Linked DNA regions of Zea mays: regions 1 and 2 are each linked to region 3. Evidence: chromatin contacts called from public Hi-C data. All regions are on one chromosome and are shown on one strand. The core of a region is the stretch at or near the end of the contact, and the rest is flanking DNA. Distances in the headings are between cores, read along the strand shown. Region 1 holds the start of LOC103640638. Region 2 holds the start of LOC100191255. Region 3 holds the start of LOC100282764.

Region 1 (4,068 bases), core at 95-2,594, 540 kb after region 3:
TCCTTATCTAGTAAACTAAGTAGCCATGCAAGACGACGGCTACGCATCTCCGCGGTGGGGGAAATCCATCGTCACTGGGCTGTGTCGGTAAGCTTCAATCCTCCTTTATTCTCGATGATGTTTTGGATCCGAAGGATGGTTCTGTGGGTGGGGACAGAGGAGGTCCATCGGTAGAGATGCCAAACGGGTGAAGCCCGGCCGTCAGGCACGGTTAGAAAATCGGGCTGGACCTTTTAAGCACGCGGGCTCAATTTCCTGTTCGTGTCCGATCCGTTTAACACGAAAAAAGCGGGCCGAAAAACGGACTATACGGGCCGGTAAGCATGTTTTTGTGTAAAAAAACGGTCTTAACGGGCTTAGAGGTAAACGGGTCATGCCGGGCTAGCCCACCGTGCCTAGTTTCTTGTCCGAGCCTGGCCCGCATAGAACCGGGCCGTGCCAGGCTCGGACCGGACCCAAACAGCGGGCTTCGTGCCGTGAGCCTCATGCTTATTGGACATCTATATCCGCTAACACCTCAAAATGCCGTACGAGAATCTGGAGATCCTCTGTTTGGCCTACCTGCACAGGGATCAATCTCTCGTTTTTGGGCACATGGTGATGCCGGGGATGAGATGGACCCTGAACACCTTCAGTTTTTGTGCTCGCCGTTGAGGGATGAGGTCCCGATTCTGCCTACAGAGCTGCTGGATGGTTCGAATTGTGTTAAGATCAGTGATTTGCAACATCAGAATGAACTGGGTGCACCTTTTCCTGAAGCGAGTGCCCCGAGTATGTTTTCACCTTGCAAAAAAAGGCATGTTGCTGCTTCGGTTCTGCAACTGGTCGTGCCATGGTTCCTAGAGTACCCGGTGGTCGTCTTTTAAAACCTTGGCAAGGCCCTTTACCACCTCCTAGAGTTTCTCCTCCCTTGACTCTTGCAGATTGCTTGGTTAACGGTTAACGCTGAGATGTGCTCCAAGAACAGGGGTAAAGGGTCGCCGCCGGTGAGCCGGAGAAGGTTGTCAGCCATTGGTGGTGGAGTTCAAATTTCGAACGATGATCTGCTTAATGGTCAAAATTTATTAATTCGCGACAGTTTCGCGGCAAAGTACCAGCAGGATTCAATTGGGAGGCGAGGCTGCCCTGGGCCTTCTAATGAAGCGCAGAGGGAGCTTAACCCGGCCCAAACCAGGGGAAAAAATCTCGGCGAAAAAAAACAAGAAAACCGAAATTCGTGTTTTTCGGTGGGCTCCGGTTTTTTCTATTACCGCCCAAATTTTTTAGTGTTTTTGAATTTTGCTGGCCCAATTCTAAAGTTATTTGTTTGGGCTGTAAAAAGGAGGCCTAAAACATCACCCACGTGTAAAATTGAAACCTAACTTTTTGCTCAGCGTCACCCGGCCGCCGCCACAGCTGTTGCCCAGCCGCTTGAGCAGGCAACCAGACCGGCCGCCGCCACAGCTGCTGCCCAGCCGCGAGCAGGCAAGCAGGCCGTCCAGCTCCGACCAGCCGCACGAGCAGCAAGCAGGCCGCCCAGCTCCGGCCAGCCGCACGAGCAGCCAGCCGCACGACTAGTGCACAGCAGACAGCACCGGCAAGCAGCCGAGCAGCTGCTTCTCATCCGGCGCCAGGTCCAGTGCGCGCGCGCCTTATCTGCTGCAGCTGCTTGCCGTCCTCGTCCGTCGTCCCTCGGCACCGGCAGGTCCAGACTGACGCTGCGCTCAGGTATGTCGCATCTCCTCCTTCAATCTTGGAACCACTGTTGGTGCTGAGCCGGCATCGATGACTTCTCAACTGTGCTGCTTGCTCTTACTGGTGCCACCCCGTCCCGACTAAGCGTGGACTGCTGATTTCACTCTAGTTTGAAGCTCCTCCATGGTGTCGGACTGGGACAGCGACAGCGACTGTGAAGTACGCATGATTGATTATCCTCGCGAGCGTCGTGCTGGTGCTGCTACTCAGGCAGAGAAAGGAAAGGCTATGGTCGATGCCGGTACATCTTCAAGTGTTGCTGGTGTGATGGTGATGGATCGATATGGTAATTGTTTTCATTGTTATATATCTAACTTAGTGACTTGCATAAATGAAATATTTACTAAAATAGTGTTATGTTTGCTAATGTAGGGAAACCAGTGAAGTTAAATGGACCAATTGATGTGACTTGGAGCCATGGTGAGCCATATCCTGGGCCTCATGGGGCTGGCTTTAAGTGTTTTTATTGTTTGACCACCAAAAAAGGCGGGGGGTGTCTCGATTAAAAGAGCATCTAGGTCATATATCTGGGAGTGTGGAGGCATGCCGTAAAGTGCCAAATCATGTGAAGGACCTAATGTCTCAAAAAGTAACAGATGGGAGAATTAGGAGGGCACATGGTAAGAAGCTTCGTCTGTTTGTTGAAAAGGAGGTTTCTGCAACAAGACAAGGTTATCGAAGTGCAATAATTCCTCTTGATGAACAAGCACAGATTGATATGGCAATGAGAAATTCATTGAGGGATTCTTTTTCCACAATGGAACGTGATAGTTGTCCACCTTTTGGTAAGTCAACGGGTAGTGCAAGTGGAGCTGCAAGTTGTCCAAAATGGCAAGAAAACCGAAGTTCCAACATGTTATGACAATGGCCATAAAGAAACTTTCAAGCTCATCTTCAAAGGCTTCAGCTGCAATTGATCAATATACTTTCTTCAGAAAGCAAGCTGGGTTATTTGGAGGAGAAGAGGCTAAAGATTCAGCACTTAATGGCCGCGCAAGTGCAGGTAAGTCATTGTTGTCTAGATTTATTCTTGTTTTGTCCTTGAGAGTTGCCTCTTTATTTGTGGTGATTGTTCTATTTTTTCATATTTTCCTAGCTGATTGGTGGGATCAATATGGTGGAGACTATCCAGAATTACAAGAGTTTCCACGTCGTATTGTTTCTCAATGCATGTCCTCTAGTGGTTGTGAACGTAATTGGAGTACCTTCGCTTTGGTTCATACCAAATTGAGGAATCAATTGAGTTATGATAAGTTGCATAAACTGGTTTATGTTCACTACAACTTAAAGTTGTGCATTCAACATTTTGAAACTGATATGGAAAGTCTTGAACAAATGAAAAACTCTAAAGATAGAAACATAGATCCATGTAGCATCATGATAGATGTTTCTATGTATGATGAAGGCAACCCGATTATGGAATGGTTGTGCAGTTCTAGGAGTGAATCAGTGCCGACACTTGATGAAAATGATGAGCCTGAATCCCCTAACAGACCAAGTGGATTCGTTTTAGAGGAGTTAGGAGGATTGAATGAAGAAGAGATGGTTCTTTTAAATTCTAGGATTGGTTCTGGTAGGAAAAATGGTAGGAAAAGGAATGTTGTAGAAGAAGATATTGGAGATGATTTCTTATCAGATAGTAGTGAGGGAGGAGGTAGCCCAACCTACAACGAATCAGGTGATAGTGACTCTAATGATGGTGAGTTCAATTTTGAGTTAATTATGCACTATTTGTCATGTCCTTTTTATGATTCAAATTATCTTCAATATCATTGTGAAAGGTGGTGGTGATGACGAAGATGGTGAACCTTGTGGTCCATGTTTTGCAGCTAGGACACAACCTAGTGGTCCTGGTAAGCAAGGGAAATCAACAATGTATTTGCAAATAATTGATTCAACAATGTATTTTGTTTTCATATTTATACATATTTTGTAGGTCAAGATGAACGAGTAGCGCCTCTCCGTCCAAGATCAAAAAGGCAGAAGAAGCTCTCCATCAAGGGCCTGTACATGCTTCAGAAGGTTAAGTACATCTAAGATTATAGATGTGTTGTCTCACTGTTTCAAAAAGTTCATTTAACTAATTAATTTGTTGTCTTACTGTTGGAAAATACAGTGATCTAATCTTCAAGCACAAGCACAAGAATATGGCGTATACATGGACTGATTCAATGGCAAGATTTTGAACATGTGGCTCTATTGTATCAATTGTGTGCTTTGTTTCAGTTTCAGCACAATATTACTACCAGATTTGGTTCATGTGGCCTAACAATATTTATAACTGTGATTGATTTCTATGCATTATTTGAACTATGGACTACCAAATATTTGTGA
Region 2 (4,089 bases), core at 306-2,805, 740 kb after region 3:
CGCGGACGCCGCCGCAGTTGCCGCTACCGCCGAGCCCACGCCGCCGCCGCCGCGACGCGGACGCGCATTGCCGCTACCCCTGTTGGTGCCGATCATCCTTGCCGGCCTCGTCGCAGGGAAGATCCCGGCGCTGGCGCTGGCCGTGCTCTGCGTGGCGTTCTCCAGCTCAGTCGGGAGATTTCCGGTTCCGATCAGTGGTAGTGCTCCGATTGCGTTGCGAGGTAGCGGCAAGGCAGGGCAGTAGGTAGCAGAGAGCTCGGTTCCGTCTAGAACTACATGTGGTCGGACTGATTGTTTTTCTTCACTTCTTTTCGGCTACATAATTATATATTCATAATTACATATTCTGTTCGTTGACCAAAATTAAAAGAGACAGGAACAAACTTACACATGTTACATATTTTTATGTGAATTCATTCCTTCTCGAATCCGAATAAAACTTTGTTACGTTATTCTAACCCATATGATTAGATAAGATTAAAAAAAATTATGAAACATTATGACATTCGGGATTGAAACCCACTCAATCCACATGAGAGAATGCTCTCAATCCATATAGATTATGTAGGATTGGGTAAGTTTAAATCCTAAATAAGTCAAAATCTCATGTTTTTTTAATTTCATCAAATCTATATGTAATAGAAATAACCGAAAAAGTTCTAAGAGACCTAAGAGCAGCTCCAATAGTTATGTAAATTTTAGTTCTCTAAATCATAGATTTAAGAAGTTGCTAAATAGCTTTTGAAGTAAAAAAATGTAAGATCTCCAATAGTTCTCTAAATATAGGTTGTAATTTTGTTTTGTATTTATCCACATAAAAAATAAGTCACAAAAACTATATAATGCAGTCAACATTTTTGTTTAGGGAGTTGTTAAATGGTTGCTAAATGTAGAGAGAAAATGAGGTTAGATGACAAGTTGTTAAATTTAGAAAGTTCATTTAGAGAACTGTTGGAGAATAGTTTTCATGTTAACTACCTAAATTATTGATTTAGAAAGTCTTTTAGAGAACTATTGAAGTTGCTCTAAGAGATGAAATGAGTGATATAATAGAAGTGGTTTCGGCTAGTCTATTGGTGCACAATTTGTTTGTTTGAGTTTCTACTCACTTTTTGACCACTCGCTTTTAAACTTCTAGTTAGCTAGTTATTTGTACATTGTTACTATTTCTATATCATTGTAGTTTATTTAAATATAATTAATTTTCTTATATCTTGTGAACGTTTGTCTCGACGACGATAGCTTCGAGCCCAGCGAACTTTTAGGGATGTAAATAGTACAGATAATATTTATTTGTATTGGAATTCAATATTTATTTGTATTGGAATTCAATCGTCTAAAAGAGTTGAGATTCGATCTGTATTTAAGTCTATTTATTAATTATCCATCCGTACCTACATACTTAAAAATAAATATTAATATATCAATATTCATTTAAATTTTATCCAACACAACTTAATAATAGCCAATTAGTCCTATCCGATCCAAATAAAAAATTATTATTCAATTTGATTACACCCTACATTATTTTTTCCGCCCTTCTCTTATAGGGAAGTGACAAAAGGGCCGGCCCAATGACACGTTTCGTTGCAGTGAGCAACAGGGAGGAAATCTATACAAAGCAGTGGAACTGCGAACTCGTCGCCGTCGTGTTCACAAAGCCGGCGCCTTTTGCTCCCCGATCTCAGTTCCCGCCCATCTCTAAGCTCCCAAGGCGACGCTGCGGCGGCGGGGCAAGCGGGAGGACAAGAAGCGGACTTGTCTCCCTGCCCCCACCCCCTCCCTCGCTTCGCGCGTACCCCCTTCAGTTCAGCCGGGCGGTACCGTCGACGGCGCCGGCATTGTACTTCTGCTGCGCAGGTGGGTTATTCACCGTCCTTGAGATATCTCTTCTTCCTCAATTTCTTCACCTGGTGGCTCCTCACTGTGTATCCGTGCTCCGAGATCCGTCCTGGCCGCTGAATCGGCATTGGCGGCCGGTGACTGTAATCTGTGTGCACTTAGACCTCGCAGTGGGTGAAGTTATGTCTGAGACTAAAATCGTCTGTGCAGTGCTGGCCCTTACAACCCAAGATCTTGCACCTTGGAACTGGGCCGTCGTCAGCTTCGTTTGGTTCAGAACGCTTCGAGAAAAGAGTCTGGGCTGTGTTTGTGCTGTTGATCTGTTATTATCTCTCAATTCTCATGTTCTTCAACTAGATGCTTGAGTGATTTTAGTTTTGTTCTTGGCATCTGTGCCTTCATTCATTCTTCATAAGCCAGCCATTTAGAGCATCTCCAACAATGTCTCAAACTAGTGTCTTAAATTGAAATATATGACTCTAAACAGGAAAAACTACCCCAAAAGTGTCTCATTTTGTAAAATTTTGTCAAAAATATATAGAACACTCTCTCAAGTGCCTCAATTATACTACACCCTAGTGGGCTGCCTTATAATCTAGAATTAAGATTTTACTAGTTGGAGCAGAATATTTTGTTGGTGTCCTAAATCATATAAAATATACTAATTTTTAAATTGTAGGGCATTTTTATAGAATATGCTGTTGGAGATGCTCTTAGATGCTGGATTTATCCTTTTTTTTTCTCTGTGGCTCGCTGCCTTTCTCAACAATTAATTCATTTGGGCATCACTGACGTCTGCCTCAAATCAAATGCCCATCCTACCTGTTTGAGCAGCTGATACTGTGATACAGGGATCACTTGTTGTGTCCCATTTTTAGTCTAAAGTGGTCACCCTGTCGGTGGCTTGTTAAGCCTCAGGCAGCACACAGTGTTTTCTTGGATTCCGGTGGGATGCCCTACAGGCGGCTCTTAGCTGTGGTCATGTTTGTTTGTTTTTTTATGAGGAAAGCATGGTTAGATGCTTTATCAACTTGATCAGAGAACAGAGTCAAATTGCGAGAATACATGATTAAAGGAAGCATGTGCCATGTGCTCTTGTCTGTGAAGTTATTGTTTGGATTTGCTCTAGATATTTTGTGGACTTTGGACGGGCCAGATTGTGATCTGTTTTGGTGCTCTGGCACACCTTGAGATATAGGCCTAAATGGCACCACGTAACATGGTTCTGGCCTTTTGGGGCCCAAGATCCTGATAGAATAGTAATGCCAGTTGCCAGGGGTTATGACCACTTGCTGTTTGTTTAACAAGCAGTAGGCCGAGAACCTTACTAAACTAGTTAAGTATTGGGCACACTATGAGCTTTCTGGGTCCAAATCATGACATTAGATGTGGAATTATGGTGGTCTGAAAACACTTGAGGGTCAAGCCATATTTGGACATAGTGTCCACTACTCACTAGTTTTTAGACATAGTTTCATTTGCCAGGTTCTTGGGTAATTGGGTTCAAACATATTTCCTGTAGCGTTTTGGTCCGAATTTCTTGAATTTTGAATTTAAAACTCTTATGCTTTAAATTTTGATTATTACAGCTATCACTGCTCTGAGAAAATGGTTGCATCAGCCTTTACTGTTGATTTGGACAAGCCTCTAGTATTCCAGGTACCATATCTCTTCCTTTCTTTATGTTTGATTTAGTTAGAAATTTGATCGTTTCTCTGTCTTGTAGTGTAACATCACTGAAGAGTATACTTTTTTTTTGCAATCATTTCTTTATACATGTGCACATCCCACACGTGCACACATTTTTTATGTCCCAAACACAAACATGCTTTGTTACCTATGTTTTCTGGTCGCTCGACCAGCTAGTCGAACTGGGGGACCGACCAGCGACTAATCTCGATTAGTCGTCGACTAGGTCCGACTAATCGAGCTCTGGTCGACCTGGTCGTTTACTGGTCGTCCTGTTCATCCAGAAGACCAGGACCTATGTATATACTATATACTATTATACTATATAGTAAATAATTATATAACTATATAGTATATATGAACTTCATATACTATATTATGAAGGATAGGGTAAACATGACATGAATTCAACAATACTGAAAAGTGAAAACAACAGAGAAACACTTACTAGTTATTAATACTACAAGTCCCACATACCATTACCACACAACACACATTAATACTACAAGTCCAAAAAAAATCTAGGTCCTAAACCTAGTCGCCCAGAACCGGCTAATC
Region 3 (3,841 bases), core at 997-3,496:
CTCATCGTTAAGCCTGCTTTAAATTTGTGCAGCGGCTGTCCAGCTTCTGAAAACGATACCCAACTCATCAAAAGCTTGTCAAATGCCCTGAGACCTGACGCGGTGCACTTGTTGATGTCATATAGACCTCGTAGGAGCCTATACATACTCTGTCCATCAGTTCCCATAGACCTGGTGTGCTGCAACCAACACAAAAAATGTAGTGTATGTACTCCTTGGCATGCTATGGTACTGATGAAAAGATCCGGACTTTTCTTTTCTTTTCTTTTTGATGGTGTATGCTGAACCATTGTACGGTAGTCTTGTTCATTTCCGATTTTTTATTGTCGCCGCTGAATTCCCGTCTGATGAGCTGGGACATCATGTGACACAAATTTCGTATTTTTTTTCTTTTCTTTTATTTTCCAACTGGGGTCTGATTGAAAGCCTGGATAATAAAAAAACGCACTTTTACCAGCACCAGCCTGACCTGGCGCGCGCGCGCGCGCGCGCGCGTGTGTCTGGTCAAACTGGCAAAGCCAGGAAACGAGGACGAACGAAATGCCGTGATGGCAGCAGGAGAGGAGAGGAGAGGAGAGGAGAGCATCATCAGTTTCTTCTCTCCTCGTTCCTTTCTACACTAAAGCCCGCTGTAAAATCTGCAGAAGCTTCCCTAGTTCTTTCCACTTCCACCCCACACAACAATTGCCTACTTTCCAGTCTTACCAAATTTCGGGCCATGTTTGAAAGAACCTAGTTTTTAAAAACTACTACTAGCTTATAAAAATTAAGGTGTTCCAAACATATCAGTTTATAGCTCAGTTTATATAAATTAGATTATCAGTTTTTAAAAAAACAAAAAATGACCTCTTCTAGCTAAAAAGATAAAAAACTAGTTTCTTAAGACCATGTTTGGCATAACTGTTGTTTGTTGAAAAAACAGCTTACCTAAGAAGTCGGTGAAAAACATCTGACTGATTTCAGTTCATCCTTAGAAACACCTAAACTCATAAGTTGTCTGTTTGACAGAGCTTATGCTTAAATTTATGAAGAACCTAAAAATAAGTTGTTACAAATAGAGCCTAAAAACTAGGTCAGGCCTAAGTTACATTTGTTTTGTTTTCCACGCGTTTGGCGTCAGCATGTAGGCCCTGTTTGGCACAGCTTATTTTCAGCTTCTTCACAAATTTAAGCTGAAGTCCTGCCAAACAGGCAGCTTCTGCAGCAGCTTATCAGTTCAGCTGCTTCTCAAAATAAACTAAAAGCAGCCAACAAGCAGAAGCTGCTTTTTACCAGCTTATCAGATAAGCTGCTTTTTCAACAAGCAGCAGCTGTCCCAAACAGGGCCATAACCTGACGAAACTGAAACGCCACACAAGAAAACCGGGGCAGCCCGGCACGCCGTATCCGTTTCAAATCCACCGCACCACCCTAGGCAAATCCACCGCACCACCCTAGGCCCGGCACAAAAAGGCCATATTGCCAACATTTTTTTTCTATTTGCAAAAAGAAAAAAATGGCTCCATCAATTCATAATTGATAGATGGATGTGCATCAGTTAACATCTACACTAGTGTGTTCTATATAATTATCATTCTGTCTTATGCAATTGATGTAGTGATACTATAATGAATCACCCAAGATTTTGATTTCCAAAACAGCTGTCTTGACACGGTGCTTCCCCTCTAAGAAACTTCCTTTTTAGCACATTTTTTATTTTATCACAAGTGTTTTTTCTCGTTTCTATTTCTTTTTACCCGATCTGCACTAATAGATTGGTTTCCATCTGATATATTTCCAACAAAAAAACAAAACTTGAAAAGAAATGAAACCGAAACTATCAAAAGCTCCCATGCCATGCAAACCGACCAAAAAAACCGAGGGTGAATATATGAATGGATTGAAGCAGCGTATCCTAAGCAAGCAAATAAAATAAATACAAAAAATGTGAAAAGGAACATGGAAAACCACATACAGTTGTTGCCCAACACACACAAAATTAGAGGAACCCAACGTCTGTAACATATCATGTGCACAAGATCTTCTTCGTACATAATTGTATAGGACTAATCGAGATTCTTTATCTAACCTTTTTTGACTGATGTATTTTACGATAAACCCGCATATTTAGCTAAAAGTTTTTCTCGCTCGTGAGTCCTGTCTACCTATATATTTGAAAAAAAGAGAAATTATCGTCGTATATTTAGCTAAAAGTCGTTGAAAGATAATTTTGTGTATATATATATCGACCTTGTGCACGTCATACGTTTCCTCCCATAAAAGCCTCTCCCTCCGCTAGTCCGCTCTCAAGTAAAAAGCTCCCGAAATCCCCTCACCTACTCCTCTCCCTCTCCCTCTGGCAGCGCCGCCTCGCCGGCGGTTGCCTGCCTGCACCTTCGCCCCCCGTCTCGACCTCGACGCGGCCTCCGTTCCTCCGCGAGACGCAGCATGGATGTGCGCCCTGCGAATGCGGCCGACGACTCGTCTCTCGGAGACCTGTTCCCGCACCAGCCCGCCGGTTTGGTCAGTCCCCTCGCCGCCTCCCCTCGCGCTAGTGCTCCCTGTTACCCTCTTGGTTTGGGTGGGTTTTGTGTCGCTTAGAAGCCGGCCTTTGGGGGCGCTGTGTGCTGCAAGAAAGTGGAACAAGGGGCGGTCTTTCGTTGCTTCTCTCTTGCGCCCTCTTGAGAGAGGCAGGGGTTTAGGCCGGCGTCGCCTGCTGGAGAATTTCGGTGTCTGTTGCGCGGATTGTTGTCTGCGGAGGTCTGGGTGCCCGTGTTCTTCCCTCCGTCGCAGGCTGGTAGCGGTTTTGGCCTGCATGTTTGGGGGGAAGAAGCGGTTGCTTCACCTCCGGGCTCTTCGTTGCCTCATTCCGCGTTTTGGAGCGGTTTTTCTGTGCTTTTGTTTAATTTCCTGTCGACTAGACGGTTCCTTTGTTTTGGGTGGAGTGAATTTACCGTGCAATTCAACTGTTCTTTGCGCTGAAGAACTGTAAACACCCCCCCCCCCCCCCCCCCCCCTCTTTGAAATAATAAGCGTTCAGGGGAGGAAATTTCCCCCAGGAGCAATCGGGCGGTTTGTGCCGTGCTGTGCTCATGCCATGGCATTATTCTCGCAATGAAGCAATGGAGAGGCGTGTCCTTTTTGGCCATTTCTGACCCTGTGAGCTCATGCAAAAGAGCAAGACAAGATCGGGGCGAGAAAATGTGTGCTTGCCACTACCTTTATTGTTGATGTGCATATGTTCCTTCCCTCCTGAGTCCTGACTCCTGTCATGGTCATTGCGTAAGTGCATCCTGTTGTTTAATAATACCCTTTGCTCCTCACTGTTGTATGATGCCTACCTGATTGTGACGGTGATATTTCGGTTAGGTGTCACTTGGAGTGGGGACTTAGGCCCTGTTTGTTTCCTCCTAGGATTATATAATCCAGCTTATTAATTACATAAGCACCTTATGATCTACTTATGGATTATCATAACCTATGCATATAGATTATATAATCCATCTAATAATCTATGTTGTTTGTTTGCCTTTTAACTTATTTAAGCTGTATTATATAATCTAGAGGGTAAACAAACAGGGCCTTAATCACTAGAGACATCGACAAGCAGTCTCTTTGAAAATTATTCAGTTTCTGGGTGGAATTCTGATGTTGGACATTTAGAACACAAGGAGATATCAGTTTTAGTGCACCCGCATTCCGAGACAGTGACAAAGGGGTTTGTTTGAAAATTATTCAGGTTTTGGGTGGGATTCTGGTGTGTGTTGAGGGATTAAAGAGGATATCATTTCTTTCTGCAACTTAGGCCCTGTTTGGAAACACCTAGTTTTTAAGAAACTGTTTTATAGAAATTGAGGTCGTT

The links. Hi-C and Micro-C count contacts between places; a contact is called where the count stands out from the background.
Region 1: a Hi-C map of ear shows a contact between it and region 3, with 2.3 times the contacts expected there. The contact joins the promoter of LOC103640638 here to the promoter of LOC100282764 in region 3. A contact is called at or near these places in 5 of 25 Hi-C or Micro-C datasets (ear, endosperm, leaf and 1 more).
Region 2: a contact with region 3 is called in a Hi-C map of endosperm, with 2.7 times the contacts expected there. The contact joins the promoter of LOC100191255 here to the promoter of LOC100282764 in region 3. A contact is called at or near these places in 3 of 25 Hi-C or Micro-C datasets (ear, endosperm and tassel).

The regions. Positions count from the first base shown.
Region 1 is chr1:181,651,290-181,655,357 of Zm-B73-REFERENCE-NAM-5.0, forward strand. LOC103640638 reads left to right here and starts at 1,345. Exons shown (of 7, transcript XM_020546547.3): 1 at 1,345-1,707; 2 at 1,844-2,020; 3 at 2,107-2,737; 4 at 2,831-3,433; 5 at 3,516-3,587; 6 at 3,671-3,756; 7 at 3,851-4,068. The coding sequence starts at 2,563. The coding sequence ends at 3,853.
Region 2 is chr1:181,852,157-181,856,245 of Zm-B73-REFERENCE-NAM-5.0, forward strand. LOC100191255 reads left to right here and starts at 1,556. Exons shown (of 8, transcript NM_001401257.1): 1 at 1,556-1,860; 2 at 2,053-2,136; 3 at 3,432-3,501. The coding sequence starts at 3,451. It overlaps LOC103645086, which reads left to right. Exons shown (of 1, transcript XM_008668210.3): 1 at 1-396. The coding sequence ends at 244.
Region 3 is chr1:181,112,020-181,115,860 of Zm-B73-REFERENCE-NAM-5.0, forward strand. It overlaps LOC100282764, which reads left to right and starts at 2,247. Exons shown (of 2, transcript NM_001155670.2): 1 at 2,247-2,502. The coding sequence starts at 2,428.